Regions from separate parts of the Gasterosteus aculeatus genome. Here region 2 is linked to region 1. The links are chromatin contacts, called in public Hi-C maps. All regions are on one chromosome and are shown on one strand. The core of a region is the stretch at or near the end of the contact, and the rest is flanking DNA. Distances in the headings are between cores, read along the strand shown.

Region 1 (7,000 bases), core at 2,503-5,002:
ATTTCGAGTAAATGCGCTTCATCACAAGCACAGACAGACGCACGCGCATGTTCACACGCGTCCGGCGCCCCCCTGCGGCCCCGCAGTGACGCTGCAGCAGCGGGACCAGGAGGACATGTCGGGGCACGCTGAGGAACTGGTTCTGATGCGGGGGGGTTTGGTTTCTGGGTTTAGCGTTCAGCTTTCATCCAAATTGACTTACAATAAGTGCATTTAAACAAGAGGTGAGTCTCTGTTTGGTGAAGGAAAGTTTCCATTTTCAACATAAATAATGTTTCGTCAACCTGAACAACGAATGAAGCCTGAAGGCAACATTTAGATTCATTTCTAATTTCATGTTTCTTTCACTCTGATCTTCATACGGCGTTTAAATTAAATCTGCTGTATTATTGTATTTAATTCGGACATGATCTTCCATTCAGTCTGACTCTTACAACACTTATTTTACAAATTCATTCAGATTTCATAATCTATAAAATAGGAAGTTATTAGTTGAAGTTGGGGGTAAAGTAGAGATTAAAATCCTCGCCTGGTTCTCTGCTGCCACCTGCTGGTCTGATCCGGTTCCTACAGGAGGATTTTAAGACCGTCAGTAACTATGAGTGGAAATGTTTTTAAATAATAACATTTCGGTTGAAATGTACAATTGTGTTATTTTTCTCCTTGAATTCTCAACAAAATCATACAGTTTATTATTTTTATTAACTCCGCGTTCTTCACAGTTTATCATTAAAACTACAAAGGAAAGTAGAACACTTTTCTCTCACCGTAAAACATCCTTCTTTTGATGTGAAGCCATAAAGTTAAAGGTTAAGCAACTTTGCTGCTCTGTTCAAGTTTACGGGGATCTTAAACTATTCGGGTTTGTCTTGATAGTAAACTTTTGATTTAAAATAAAGGTTTAACATTTTTATAACGTTATTGTAAACATGACCCACATTGAATATTGTAAACATTTACAATACCTTGTTTTTAAAATTGTTCATATATTAAAGTGTTTGTTTTTTGGTCACAAGCTTGTTAACCACAATAAAAACACATTATTGAACCTTTTCAATACAAGTAAAAGACACAAAAGACCCTTCAATGTGAACTCTGAAGGAGACGTGAAAGGTGAGATTGATTATTGATGAAGCCTGTTAGCAGTCAATCACAATGATGATGAGGGCTGATCACATGACCTTGTGCTGCTCTGATGAAAACAATAAGTGATCAATACCTAAATCTCTATCCCTTGGTGATAAACTCCTGATTAACGATGAGGGAAGAAATAATCATCTGATGGAAACTTTTAAACGATTAATTTAGAACCAAAAAGATACAGAAAACAAATACTTGAAGTAAATCAAATAAAAATGTCCATAACATTTGAGAGTTTGATCTTAAAAACATTCAGTTCAACCAAGTGAAAAAACCTTAAAGGTGCGAAGCTAAAATATATAGAAATATGTAAACGTATCAGGTTAAAGTTTAAAGAATTTAAATACTAGAGTATTACTTTATAAACAAATACACTTAATACGGACAAAATGTACTTTTAGATCTAAATGCTCAGAGGCTTCATGATGTAAATGAAGTTTATTATAGAAAGATTGTGATTTTATGGTAATAAAGGGGAGCATATTAATGATAAAGTATTGCTTCTTAAAAAAATAGTTTAAAAGAAAGTTTTCAAGAGTAAAAGAAAGTTGGAGAGGAAAGTCAAGGAATCGTCGCGTGAAGCGTCTCATCCGTCTGCTACGAGGTGTCGATGGGTCGATTGATCACTGATCAGCGGGTCGTCAATCACTGATTTTATTAAGTTAACAAAAGGAAGTTTAATGAAGGGACAGAAAACCATCCCTAAAGAACAATACATTTTACAGAATAATATTAGTTCAGTTCCTTAAAATGTAAAACTAGAATTAAACATCTTTCAGGTTTCAGAAACTGTCGCTGCTTCCGTGATGATAAAAGACAAAAGAAGTTTCTGTGAGCCAAGTGTGTTTCTACTTTTTATTTATCTTTACTTTGAAAGGCTTTTCATTCATACAGAGTTTAAGAGTTTAATGTGTTAAAAGGGGAAATAAAGGTCTCCTTCTTTTAAAGCTTAAAATCTACGGACGTTTAAGGTTAAGATACATTTTCAGGAGACTATTAAAGTTTCAAATTGAAAGCATCAAGGCTGTTTTAAGGGTTCAATAATGCCATTTTAAAGAGGCAAGATTTAGACCCAGATGTGAATCCAAGAATCCACAAACGGACTAATTAAACCTTTTATTTCACAATACACAGATCTGATGTTTTAGTGTGTGTGTGTGTGTGTGTGTGTGTGTGTGTGTGTGTGTGTGTGTGTGTGTGTGTGTGTGTGTGTGTGTGTGTGAACCCTCCTGCTGGTTTGACACTCGTCTGCAGTCTGCAGTTTTTCCTCTCGGCATCATTTCCATCTCACACGTCCTAAAAAGCCTTGAAAGTCGACACACTCTGCTGCTGAATGTCAACTTTGCATTTTAAGCAGCTTCCTCCTGATTTTATTTTCAGTTCGTTCCTGCAGACTTTAAGCTGCCGGTTTGTCTCTGAAATCGATCCTGTTTGTTGTTTCATATTAAAAGGAATCAGAGCTGACGACATCAACGCGTGTGACGCGTTGATGTCGTCATCAGTGTGGTTAAAGCAGGGTCAAAGCGTTGGATCACGCTTAATCAGATAACTTTATTTTAACGAGGTGCTTTGGGATACTAGCAAGGTTTTAACAAAATACAACACATTTCTTGACCTATTTTGACATTTTTCAACAATATTTCTTGATCTATTACGTCCACACTTTTTTCCATCAAATGTTTCCACTTCATTTATTTAGACTTTTTTTTCACAAATTTTAAGACCTATTTTGGCTTTTTTTCTCAGTCACAGTTCGTTCATTTCTCAACCAAACTAATTTTTGTGTTTTTGTTCAGTTACCATTTTGATTTTTTGGCCTAATATTATTTTTGTTTTTTTGAACTATTATAGTTTTTTTAAATTAAATTGTTCAAACTAATACAATCAAACTTTTTGTCCTATAACATTAACTAACTGATATGTTATGGCTTGTTTGGATGTTTGGACATTCAATGACATTCTCATACATATTTAGATTTTTTTTTTAAATAAAAAAATAAATATATATATATATATATATATATATATATATATATATATATGTATATATATATATATATATATATATATATATATATATATATATATATATATATATATATAAAAACTATTTGATCCATTATAATTTGACTTCATATCCATGACATTTGTGTTTTGGGACATTTCTTTCCCATAACATGTTTTGATATCCATCCATCCATCCATCCATCCATTGTCAAACCGCTTATCCTGCACACAGGGTCGCGGGGGGGCTGGAGTCCATCCCAGCCAACTTCGGGCGATAGACAGGGTACATCCTGGATTGGTCGCCAGCCAATCGCAGGGCTACACAGAGACATACAACCATTCACACTCACATTCACACACCTACGGGCAATTTAAAGTCCCCAATTAACCTGATCCCCAGAGCATGTCTTTGGACTGTGGGAGGAAGCCGGAGAACCCGGAGAGAACCCACGCAGACACGGGGAGAACATGCAGACTCCACACAGAAAGGCCACTGGGTGGAATCGAACCCAGGACCTTCTTGCTGTGAGGCAACAGTGCTAACCACCACGCCACCGTGCCGCCCCATGTTTTGATATTCTTTTACTAATTTTGCATAATTTATTGTGAAAAGGTGTATCCGGAAGTGACCTCCCAATATCCGGTAAACTTGACGCATGGGTTTGTCCGTTAAATCTTTCCCGGATTGTTCCCGTTGATGATGGCAGCCATGACGGAAATGACAGAAGATCCCGTCCTCGGCGGGGCCGTGGAGCCGGTACGGTCTTTATTCGTTTCTCATATTCAGTTTTTAATTATAAAACATAAATATGTTAACTGCTCAACTGGTAGCAATCAACTAGCTTAACTAACTGACTAACCAGCCTAGCTAACAACCACGCACTCAACCGGCCGGTTGGCTCACTTTACCATAGATATGTATGAACTTTGCGGTTAGCATGCTAGCTAGCTACATTTAAAGCTAACGCTACATGCTAACGGTTACCTCTCATGTCCGCAGGCGGAGACCGTTACACACGAAACTTCACTCATAGAAACTTTTGAAAACCCTTTGGAATTTTTGCAGGTGTGTTTTGTTATTTAATTTTACAGTTTTTATGCCAATGAAACAAATAGTTTATGTGTCAACGTTTCACATGAAAGAGAGCAGTTTACCAAACTATTCAAACGTCGGCCAATTTTAATACTAGATTAAAAAACACCACATCTGATATCAAATTAAATTGTTAGAATAAAAAAAAATTAACATGGTTCTAACAATTGACACTTTGCACCCACAAATGACAGCACAAACTTGCCCAATTTAATTAGAATCCGATGGGCCTCGTTTTTTACCTTTAGTACAACGCGGATATTGTAGTGTTTTCTAATTCTGGATGGCAGCATGTTGAACCGACAGAACCTGCAGCGCCAGAAGAGACGGACGGCACAGAGAAACCAGAGCAGGAGGACAGACAGCAGGCTGAAGAGAGAGACACCGAGGAAGACGGGCAGAAGGACACACTGAGGGACGGAGAGAAAGACAATCAGCAGGACACACTGGGAGACGGAGAGAAAGACCGACAGCAGGACACACAGAGGGACGGAGAGAAAGACCGACAGCAGGACACACAGGAAGACCGACAGCAGGCTGAAGAGACAAACGGACAACCAGATGGAAGGCAGGAAGGGCAGACGGTTCGTCAACCTGCAGCTGAATCCTCCATTAAAGAGTCAAAGGTGAGGGTGTGTTTTATAAAACGATTTTCATGTGGAAAACTGGACCAAGACTTTGTATTTTGTAGAAAATATTGTGTGTATTTAATGTATCGGCATCATAGTTTTAGTATTTTTGCCTCATCTCATCTTTTGCCTTCGTAGTATAAAACCTGCTGCGATAATTCCCAGCCGGACTATTTGACCGATTGGCTTCAGCAGTAGTGTCCCTGTCTCTCAGTGGGTGATGGGGTCTCAGTGTCGGGCGGTGTGGTCGGAGGACGGGCGGGTGTACCCGGCGACGGTGCTGTCTGTGGACGGAGAGCGCTGCAGAGTCTTCTTCAACGGCTACGGCAACCAGGAGGACGTGGATGTGAGCGCGCTCACAAGTCCAGTGGCTGTGGTGCCGCAACCAGCGACACAGAACTCCAAGGTACCGTTTACCAGACGACGTCCCTGAAATGAAACTGTTAAGACTATTAAGACGAGAAATCCCCTTGAATTTATTTAATGGCTGTTTTTACAAAAGCTCCCCAACAATGGAGTCTATGTCCCTAACATGTTTGCACGTGTCCACATGTCGTTAAAATATGGTTTTCAACACCTGGATGCTGTTCTCGTGTCCCTTGAGGACACCTAGCAAAGCTCTCTGCGTGTTTCAGGACTGGAAACCTGGTTCGGTGTGTCGGGCCGTGTTCTCAGAGGACGGTCTGGTTTATCCGGCTGTCGTTCTGTGGGTCAAGGGTCAACGCTGCCGCGTTCGCTTCGACAACTACAACAACGAGGAGGAAAAGGACGTCGGCAGCCTGCTGAGACACAACGAGCTCCACGGATCCGGCAGACCTCCTGCAGCCAAGGTATCAAAACCTGGTCCTGGCTCTCAACCAACATCCCCTCTGATTTACGTTTTCATTGACTCTCATTATTATTATTATTATTGTATCTGATACTAAATGAACGCATAAAAAACTTGGTCCTGCAGGGCAGCAACTGGCAGTCCAGTGTAACCAGTAGCAACTCTGACTGGAAGAGCAGGGGAGATGAGAACCAGGGGGAGCGAGGAGGAGGAGACGGGAAGAGAGAGGCGAGAGGAGGAGAGAGAAGGTCGGCATGGAAAGATGAAGAGCAGAACTCGTCCTGGGTGAGTCTTCCAGTTAAGGAGCGTTTGATTTAAATGAGCACGAGTGGATTTTTCTGACCTGTAAGGCAGATCTTTTTTTAAAATTATTTTTGTCCTGGAAAACCAGCTTGGAATTGCTTAAAAATCCCTTCAATCATCCATCACCCTTTTTGATTCATTACATCATGTGAGGGGGGGGCGCCGCGCCAGCAGACTTGTCCTTGTCTGTGATTGGTTAGATTATATTAACCCCGCCCCTTTAATGTCACCGCTTCATGGCCAGATGAATAAACTGGCTGATTTACTGAGTTGATGACCAGTTTGGAGGATCTAGTTGTTGTTGTCCGACCAGTAGGATAACTGGTATGTTGACCTGTAAGCATCTCAGGTGAGAGCAGCGTCCTTGTTGTCCCCGCAGGTGAAAGACAAACAAAGTGATCAGGGTCACACGCAGATGGAGGAAGAAGAGAAGAAGAGAGGAAACAAAGCAGATAAACCGACTTATCACAGCTCCTCCTTCTTCCCTCCGTTTCCTCCTCCTCCTCCTCTTCAGCCGGGCTCAGCGGTAAAACTTACTATTAACATAACTAGTGTTTATTCCTCCCTCCTATGATCAGTCTGACACTGTGCTCCCCCCCCTTTAGGACTCTGTGTCCTTCGTCCCTCCTCCTCCTCCTCTCTGGCAGTTCAGTAGCACAGCAGCGGCCGACTCCTCCTCCAGCATGTTGATGCTGTGGTACATGTGTGGCTTCCACACCGGCAGCTACATGGTGAGTCGTGTTTCCCGCCGATCCTCATCAGGACGATCTAATGAATCATGATATACGTCATAATACGAAGAGAAAGAAGTATGTCAATACACTAATAAACTCACAGTAATGTTGCAGTAGATCACAACGTGTCCAGTAGGAGTGTTCGTGTGTTCATGAACTCCTTCAGAACAACACATGACTTTTATTCTCTGGAGAACCTTTTACTTTAACTTGTTTATGGTTGTTTGTTGATCACAAGCTGTGTTCCCTCTGATGTTTGTATTTG
Region 2 (7,000 bases), core at 2,123-4,622, 91 kb before region 1:
ACGTCTATGAGGAAATGACTCTACTTCTCTGTAGTGACCAGCAGGGGGCGACTCCTCTGCTCCCATAGACGTCTATGAGGAAATGACTCTACTTCTCTGTAGTGACCAGCAGGGGGCGACTCCTCTGCTCCCATAGACGTCTATGAGGAAATGACTCTACTTCTCTCTTTATTGATTTATTGATTTACTCTCTCGATTTATTCCCTCAGTAAACATTGTAAACATGAGTTTATGGTCTCAGTCTCTAGTTTCACGTCTTCTTCAACACAGCGTGATGTTCATCTAGTAAATTATATCTACCAGAGACGTACACGGCGTCTCTACATCCCTCCTCATTCCTGCAAAAACACCACGATTCCAACGGCCAACATGCCGAGCTCGAGGCTTCAAAAGGTCCAACGAGAGACGCCGTGAAGACAACGACTATATGCTGGACCCAGGAGACGGACCTGGACGGGGGAACCTGGAGATGTCCCCCATGAAGACGATGAAGGATGAACCATACTCACTGTTTCTGAAGCAGGTTCTGCTGCTGCTGCCGGTACGACTCAATGGTGTGCTGAGGCAGGAACTGCATGAGCTCCAGAGACTCTTTGATCTTCACCAGGATCTCATAAATCTCCCGTCCTTTGATCTGGGGGAGGAGGAGACGGCGGCGCCGGGGTCAGCGGCGCTCAAACGTTTGGCGAGTGTTAAAAAACCCCCTAAAAAAACGTCGTCGGAGGGACAACTCACCGGGAGACAGAAGACCTCCTCGTCCGTGGAGCGTCTCTTCTTGATGGTGGACATCGGGATGCCGTGAGACACCTGGCGGAAGCCTGAGAGGAGGTGAGAGAGAGAGGGAGGAGGGTGAGTCCAGCCGGTCATGTGATCACAGGGGATCGGAAACCAGTGAGCGAGGGCGAGCGGGTGAGAGAAAGAGCCCACCGGCACCTTCACCACCGCCGCCGCCCCGGGGACGTACCGTCGCCGCCCTTGGTGGCGTCCGTCACGTGCTGCTTGCGGATGCCGTCCTCGTCGGCCTTGCGGTCTCGGCCGGGGCAGGCGCAGATCCGGGCCTCGAAGCACCGACGGCCGAGTACCTGTCCGCTTTGAGGACAGAAAGACAGGGAGGTAAGACGCAACCCAGGGATTAGAAACCCGCGGTGGGACGTGGGGTGCGAGGACGGCGCGTCTCTTACTCTCTGGTCTCCAGGGTGACGATGATGAGGATGGGGCGTCGGTTCATCCCGCCCACGCAGCTGGAGTTGCACATGAAGTTGTACAAGATGGTGGTGAACTCTGTCCCGACCTGAGGGAGGAGGACGGGGACGGTGAGACGCGTCAGCGGAGGGACGGACAGGCGACGGGTTGACCCCGGTTCAGATCCCGTTTTTTCTGTCTCTTTCATTGAGACAGAATACAAACACAACTACCAACTAACGTTCACTGGACCTCTTCCTCCCGCTGTGATTGGCTGAGCGGATGAAACCGCGAGGCCCCGCCCTCTAAAAGACGAGCAACTGAGCTGAAGCTAAAAGCGTCCTCAGGGGACAGCGGGACGCTCACCTGAGGCGGTTCATAGGGAACCAGGACACTCTGTCTCCCAGTGATGGAGTCCTCCACGTACTGGGCGTGGTTGTTTCCCTCCACGCGGATCAGGTGACTGGGAGGAGCAATCTGACCTGGAAGCAGCGACCGATGTCAATAAAAAAACGACCCCCACGATTCCCCCCCGGAGACACAACGCCGTCCTCCTTCCCAACAGTGACACTGACCGTCGTTGAACTCGCGGCTGAGCTCGTGGTTCGGGCAGCGCTTCACCACCTCCGTCACGTGCTCCGCCTTCTTGTAGACGGGCATGGCCCGGATGACGGCGCCCTGCGGCGGGTTGGTCAGCACTTTGATCTGGATGGGGCAGGTCTTGGCGATCTGGCAGTACAGCTTCTTGAGGTCCGTGGAGTACTGGGGGAGAGGGAGAAAGGCGTCAGACGCGGTGAACAGCTGCCGCCCGGAGCGCAGGGCTGTGATTAGCACGTCCGTAAAGACGCCGGCGTGGAACCGCGGCCTCTGGGGCTTCCTTTGAGGGCCGTAAAGTGGACCCTCCGGCCGCAATTACACCGGGGGCCTGGCTTTCATCTCCCGGCCTGCCTCTCATCACGGGGGGGCCCCCGCGGGGTCCGTCTCCAGCGCCCTTCTGTCCCCCCAAATAAACCCCTCGAATGACACCTTCTTCAGCTCGGGGCTCAACGAGCAGGAGACCACCTCAGGTTCTGGTTCTGAGATGAACCGGTGTTTCCTCTCCAGCTAACCCACGGACAGCAGGCGGAGAGCCGTGTCAACGCTCCATAGACGATCGAATTCGTGCTGTAGCTTTTGTCCACGTCGTGGAGAGACAAGACAAGTTCTTCATGTCCTGATCGAGGGTGAAGACCAGAAGAGATTTTCACTAAACTGAAGACTTGTTTTGTCTCCCAAACAAGTCTTCTTTCAGACCAAAATATAGAAGACGTTTACTTCAATAATTCCCATAAATTAACGGTAAAGTTTATACCGATTATCTTTTATAATAACTATAAAAGTCTTCGTCTTCACGTAGTGATGAATCTTTAATTCTTTGACCCTCTTCAGCTGAAGTGTCTTCAACATGTCGGTCGTGTGACTAAACTCACTAAAATGAGGAGCTCCTACTTTACATTACGTTACTTTACTTTACATTACATTACTTTACATTACATGACATGTCATTTAGCTGACCCTTTTATCATAAGCGACTTACAATAAGTGCATTTCAACCATACAGATACAAACCCAGAAGAACAAGAAACAAGAAAAGTGCCATTTCATTAAATAAGCAATAAACTTGCTATAGAAAGACACTCCTCGTGAAAAGAATTTTCCTTAATACAAGAGACCAACAGGGAGGTCCTGTGATTATATCGATGCGGTCATATGTTCTTTTGATCTGCACTGTGAAGGCGGCGGCCATGTTTAGATGCTTTAAGGACGCGTTCCCGTCACACGATGTGATGCTTTGAGACATTGAACTGACTGTTGTCTGAAATCAAAGCAGCTTCGGGAAAGAAAAGAAAAGCCTAAGATGGATGGTTGGAGCTGCTCCTAACCTGATACCCCGTGTGCCTCCGTCACTCAGCTAAATGAGGTGGAGACGAGCACAGAGAGGAGGAGGAGGAGGAGCAGGAGGAGGTGAAGACGCTCAGCAACAGGCTGCTTTAAGGCAGAATCAGAGATCTAATCAGAGAAGAGAGGTTTGTTTAGATCATAATCCTACAGTCACACACACACACACACACACACACACACACACACACACACGACTCCCTCCCAACCCTCGGGGTACAAACTTTAAACACACACTCAGCTATGCGCTGCTGGAGCGTTCAGGGCGGAGGACAGCGGGTTGACTGATGGGATTCAGTGGCTCACACAGGGCGCGGTGCGTTCAGGTGTTAACATGTAATTATGAGCCTTTCATTGGTCACAATGTGAACTGCAAACACTCGGCGGCACAATGCGGAGCCGCTCCATCACACAACCGCCCGAAAGCGTGTTTGCAGGGAAAACACGCACGTGACTAGGCGAGGGGGAGGAGGAGGCGAACCCCCGACCCCCCGACCCCCCCCACGGCTGCAGGACGTCCTCCTATTAATGCCTCCACTGCCGTGCATGTGTGCGTGGCCACTTTCCAACACGCACAAAACACACACACTTCCCGTGCGCCGCAGGTCGGGGCAGGCCCGGCGCTGTGGCGTTCCTCCGCGGCTGACAGGCGCTGCGGGCGCATGCTCCAGTCAAGTCCCGACAAACACGGAGGGCCTTAAACAAGCGCCGTTTGGCGCCTCCGGTCTTGTCCTCTTCATTCCTGGCGTGTCCCGTCACGCCCGGAGCTTCTCCCTGATCTGTCTCATTCAACAGTTGCTTCACTCGGAGGACGGAGGTGAGACACCTGCCCCTGGTGCAACGCCGAGGCGGAGGGGAGGAGCGCGACCTTTTCTGCGAGGGCGGTGACACCTGAACACCGACGGGCCGAGAGTCAAACACGCGGGTTTAACCCCCTGAATCCCCCCCCCCCGGCGAGGGTTTAGGGAGCGTTCTGTCTCTGTGACCTTGATTTTCACTGCAATGTAAAAGTGCTGCAGAAAAACGATTTTACAAACATCGGGAGACGATGGATTCTAACGTGTTTCACACACTGAGGAGAGTCTGTCTCAATGGATCCTCGCTCAGGAGCTCTTTTTTAACATAATCTGTCTTTATTTGGGGGCGGGATTTTAAACAAAACTTCACTCTCACAATCCGGGCTGCGTTTCGGTGACTTTCGGTCAGAAATCCCACGTGACGCGTTCGCGGATCGCCTGATAGGTGGATCTGTGATGAAGATGAAGGCTGTTAGAGCCCAGGATATTAGTTATTAGTTCAGCACCTGATGTCTGCACGCAAACATAACACGCGGTCGGTTTGAGAGCTGAGAGACGATGACGTTCTCACATCTTCGCTTCTCTATTTACACAACTGCAGCGCGTCGCGGTGAATCACTGCTGCTGCTCTCAGATCACACAGCTATTTTTTTTTTTTTTTCCACCTCGACGATGAAGATCTCCTCCTCAGCCCGGCTCATAAAAAAAAAAAAAAAAGAAGGAAAAGAAGGAGAATAAATTCCCCCGTGCGGCTCTCAGGGCTCCGTCTCCCGGGCGAGTCGGGACAGGCGCTCTGACACAAACAAGTCTCGGCTCCATCTCGTGAGGCGTGGGACGGGCCCGCAGATGTTCCAGCGACAAGCTGCGTCTTGCCGCCTTTCGCTGGAACACTCTTCTCTTTGAGCAATGCAAATGCTCTCCTCCTCCTCCTCCTCCTCCTCCACCTCCACCTCCACCTCCACCCCCTCCTGCGGCGCAATGTGAGATGCGACCACGGAGCTTAAGTCTGTGAAAAAGACGGAGCCCACTCTCAGAGCAACGGGTTCAGCCGAGAGCCACACGCTATTTACACGAGCATTATCTGCAGGCCCTCCATCCATTACTGTAATCCCTGCTGCTCTGACATTCCTCTGCACACACACACACACACACACACACACACACACAACTTCAGAAGCACAACAGAAGCATGGATGCATGCGCTGCGTTCAGAGGGAGTTCACAGAGAAGAAGGAGTGCCCACGAGGAAGCCGGGTGGGAGCAGCCTTCTGGGAAATGCTGAGCGTGTGCGTGTGTGTCACTCTCGTCCCAGACAGGAAGAGGTTAAGGTGTGGGCTGCAGATTAGGTGTGTCTCAATCTGAGACAGTCATCAGAAAAGCAACTGTCCACTAAGTCCTGAGGAGGATCCTGCAGGTCTCCAAAAAAGATCCGTGCACAGGGAGACGTCCGACCAGCTGACCGTCAGAACATTAGAACGCCAGAGAAGGAGACCACAAGTCCACCAGACCACCAGAGGACCAGACCACCAGAGGACCAGACCACCAGAGGACCAGACCACTAGAGGACCAGTCCACCAGAGGACCAGTCCACCAGAGGACCAGTCCACCAGAGGACCAGTCCACCAGCGGCTCACATCCTGGAGTTTTGGCACAGATCTGCACGGATTAGATGAGGGACCTTCTGAGTGGAACCCACAGAGGAGTCTTTCCGGGACAAAGTGAAATGTCTTCAGCGGGCGAAAGGACCGAAATAACAGTCAGATGTTGTTTGGCTTCTTTTGAATGTTTTTATAATATAATAAAAAACAGCTCCACCATTAACACAAAAGTCTAGAAGGCCGTGATTTCCAGATAATTTAAAACCAAATCAATAAGAGATGAAGAAGTTTCAACTAAAAAAAACCTGCATCAACATCCAATATAGATTTTATAACTTATATTTACTGTATATATTTACTGTGTATATATATATATATATATATATATATTTCTTCACTATTTCTTTCCTTTCAGACATGAATTCTTTTTGTAATCATGCAGAATTATTACCTCTGTTTAAGTTAATATCATAAACGTGCGACGCAGGTTCATTTACAACCACTTTAGGTGTTGTTGTGTTTGAACATGCAAATGAGGCCTGATGTTGTGGTAACTTTTTTGGCAAAGACCACAGAGGTGAGAAAGCACGCGTGGTAACGAATAGCCATCTACTGGTCTCCATGTGGAGTCGGACCCATCCAACCAGTCTTGCGTCATGTGTTGTGACGAGGCGTGCCGCTCACCCGCCCGCACTTCGCACAAACACTTTTGGGACGCTGCAAATGAGCGGGACGCGTGAGGCGGTGTGGGAAGTGAGCGAGTGTCACGATCCCACAGTCAGGGTGTCCCGGAGGAATCCGTTGGGACGGTCCATCACGCCCCGACTTCACCTCACCCGGCGTATGTCACTTTACTTCGCTTCGAGTCACTTGACTTCCCTTAACTCCACCCATTTCAACTCGACTTCACTTCCCTCCACCTCACTACGGTGGCTTCGTTCAATATGAATGAATCAAATATCAGATCTTCAGTGTTGAGCAATTTCTTTACATTTAAGAGTTTATTTTATTTCTTGATGTGGATATAAATCGTTTTTTTTTTTTACCGCTTTGTTTCTGCTAAATTACCGTTTTTATCTGTCTTTTTCGTTTTAATGCTTCTTTTTTTAATTATTTACTATTTGCTTGTTATCGTTTTTAAATGTTCTAGTAAATTTATACAGTTAGTCACCTGTCTTGAGTGGGCGTCGGCCTCCTGTGTGACATCTTATCTGGATTTTATGCAGATTTTATCTTAAGTTTGTAAAAAAAATATTTAAAGACGAGACCAGGTACTAAATAAATGAATAAATGACGTAATCAGCAGCATGTGAATCAAGAACGAAAGTGAACCTGTCCTCTTTGCCACGGCGACGGCTTTGATTGACACAACAACAGCAGCCTTGCTCTATTTAACGAGGCGGAGGAGGGGGAGGCGGAGGAGCCGGGTAACGGAGCGGCACGCGGTGACGTCTCCTCCGTCACCAACAGAACTCAGACGAGATC

The links. Hi-C and Micro-C count contacts between places; a contact is called where the count stands out from the background.
Region 2: a contact with region 1 is called in a Hi-C map of skeletal muscle, with 9 times the contacts expected there. The contact joins the enhancer-like site here to the promoter of LOC120824463 in region 1. A contact is called at or near these places in 3 of 6 Hi-C or Micro-C datasets (skeletal muscle and tail fin).

Annotation. Positions count from the first base shown.
Region 1 is chr8:20,734,947-20,741,946 of fGasAcu3.hap1.1, reverse strand. It overlaps LOC120824463, which reads left to right and starts at 3,752. Exons shown (of 10, transcript XM_040185352.2): 1 at 3,752-3,904; 2 at 4,148-4,213; 3 at 4,531-4,866; 4 at 5,084-5,275; 5 at 5,505-5,699; 6 at 5,825-5,983; 7 at 6,381-6,527; 8 at 6,607-6,732. The coding sequence starts at 3,845.
Region 2 is chr8:20,825,378-20,832,377 of fGasAcu3.hap1.1, reverse strand. It overlaps LOC120823898 (tumor protein 63), which reads right to left. Exons shown (of 12, transcript XM_040184361.2): 3 at 1,758-1,944; 4 at 1,549-1,664; 5 at 1,182-1,291; 6 at 965-1,089; 7 at 736-818; 8 at 510-634. LOC144411494 (a long non-coding RNA gene) reads left to right here and starts at 6,823. Exons shown (of 2, transcript XR_013468681.1): 1 at 6,823-7,000. Within about 2 kb of position 3,372, at least 2 of the 9 cell types and tissues checked have open chromatin away from gene starts, as enhancers often do.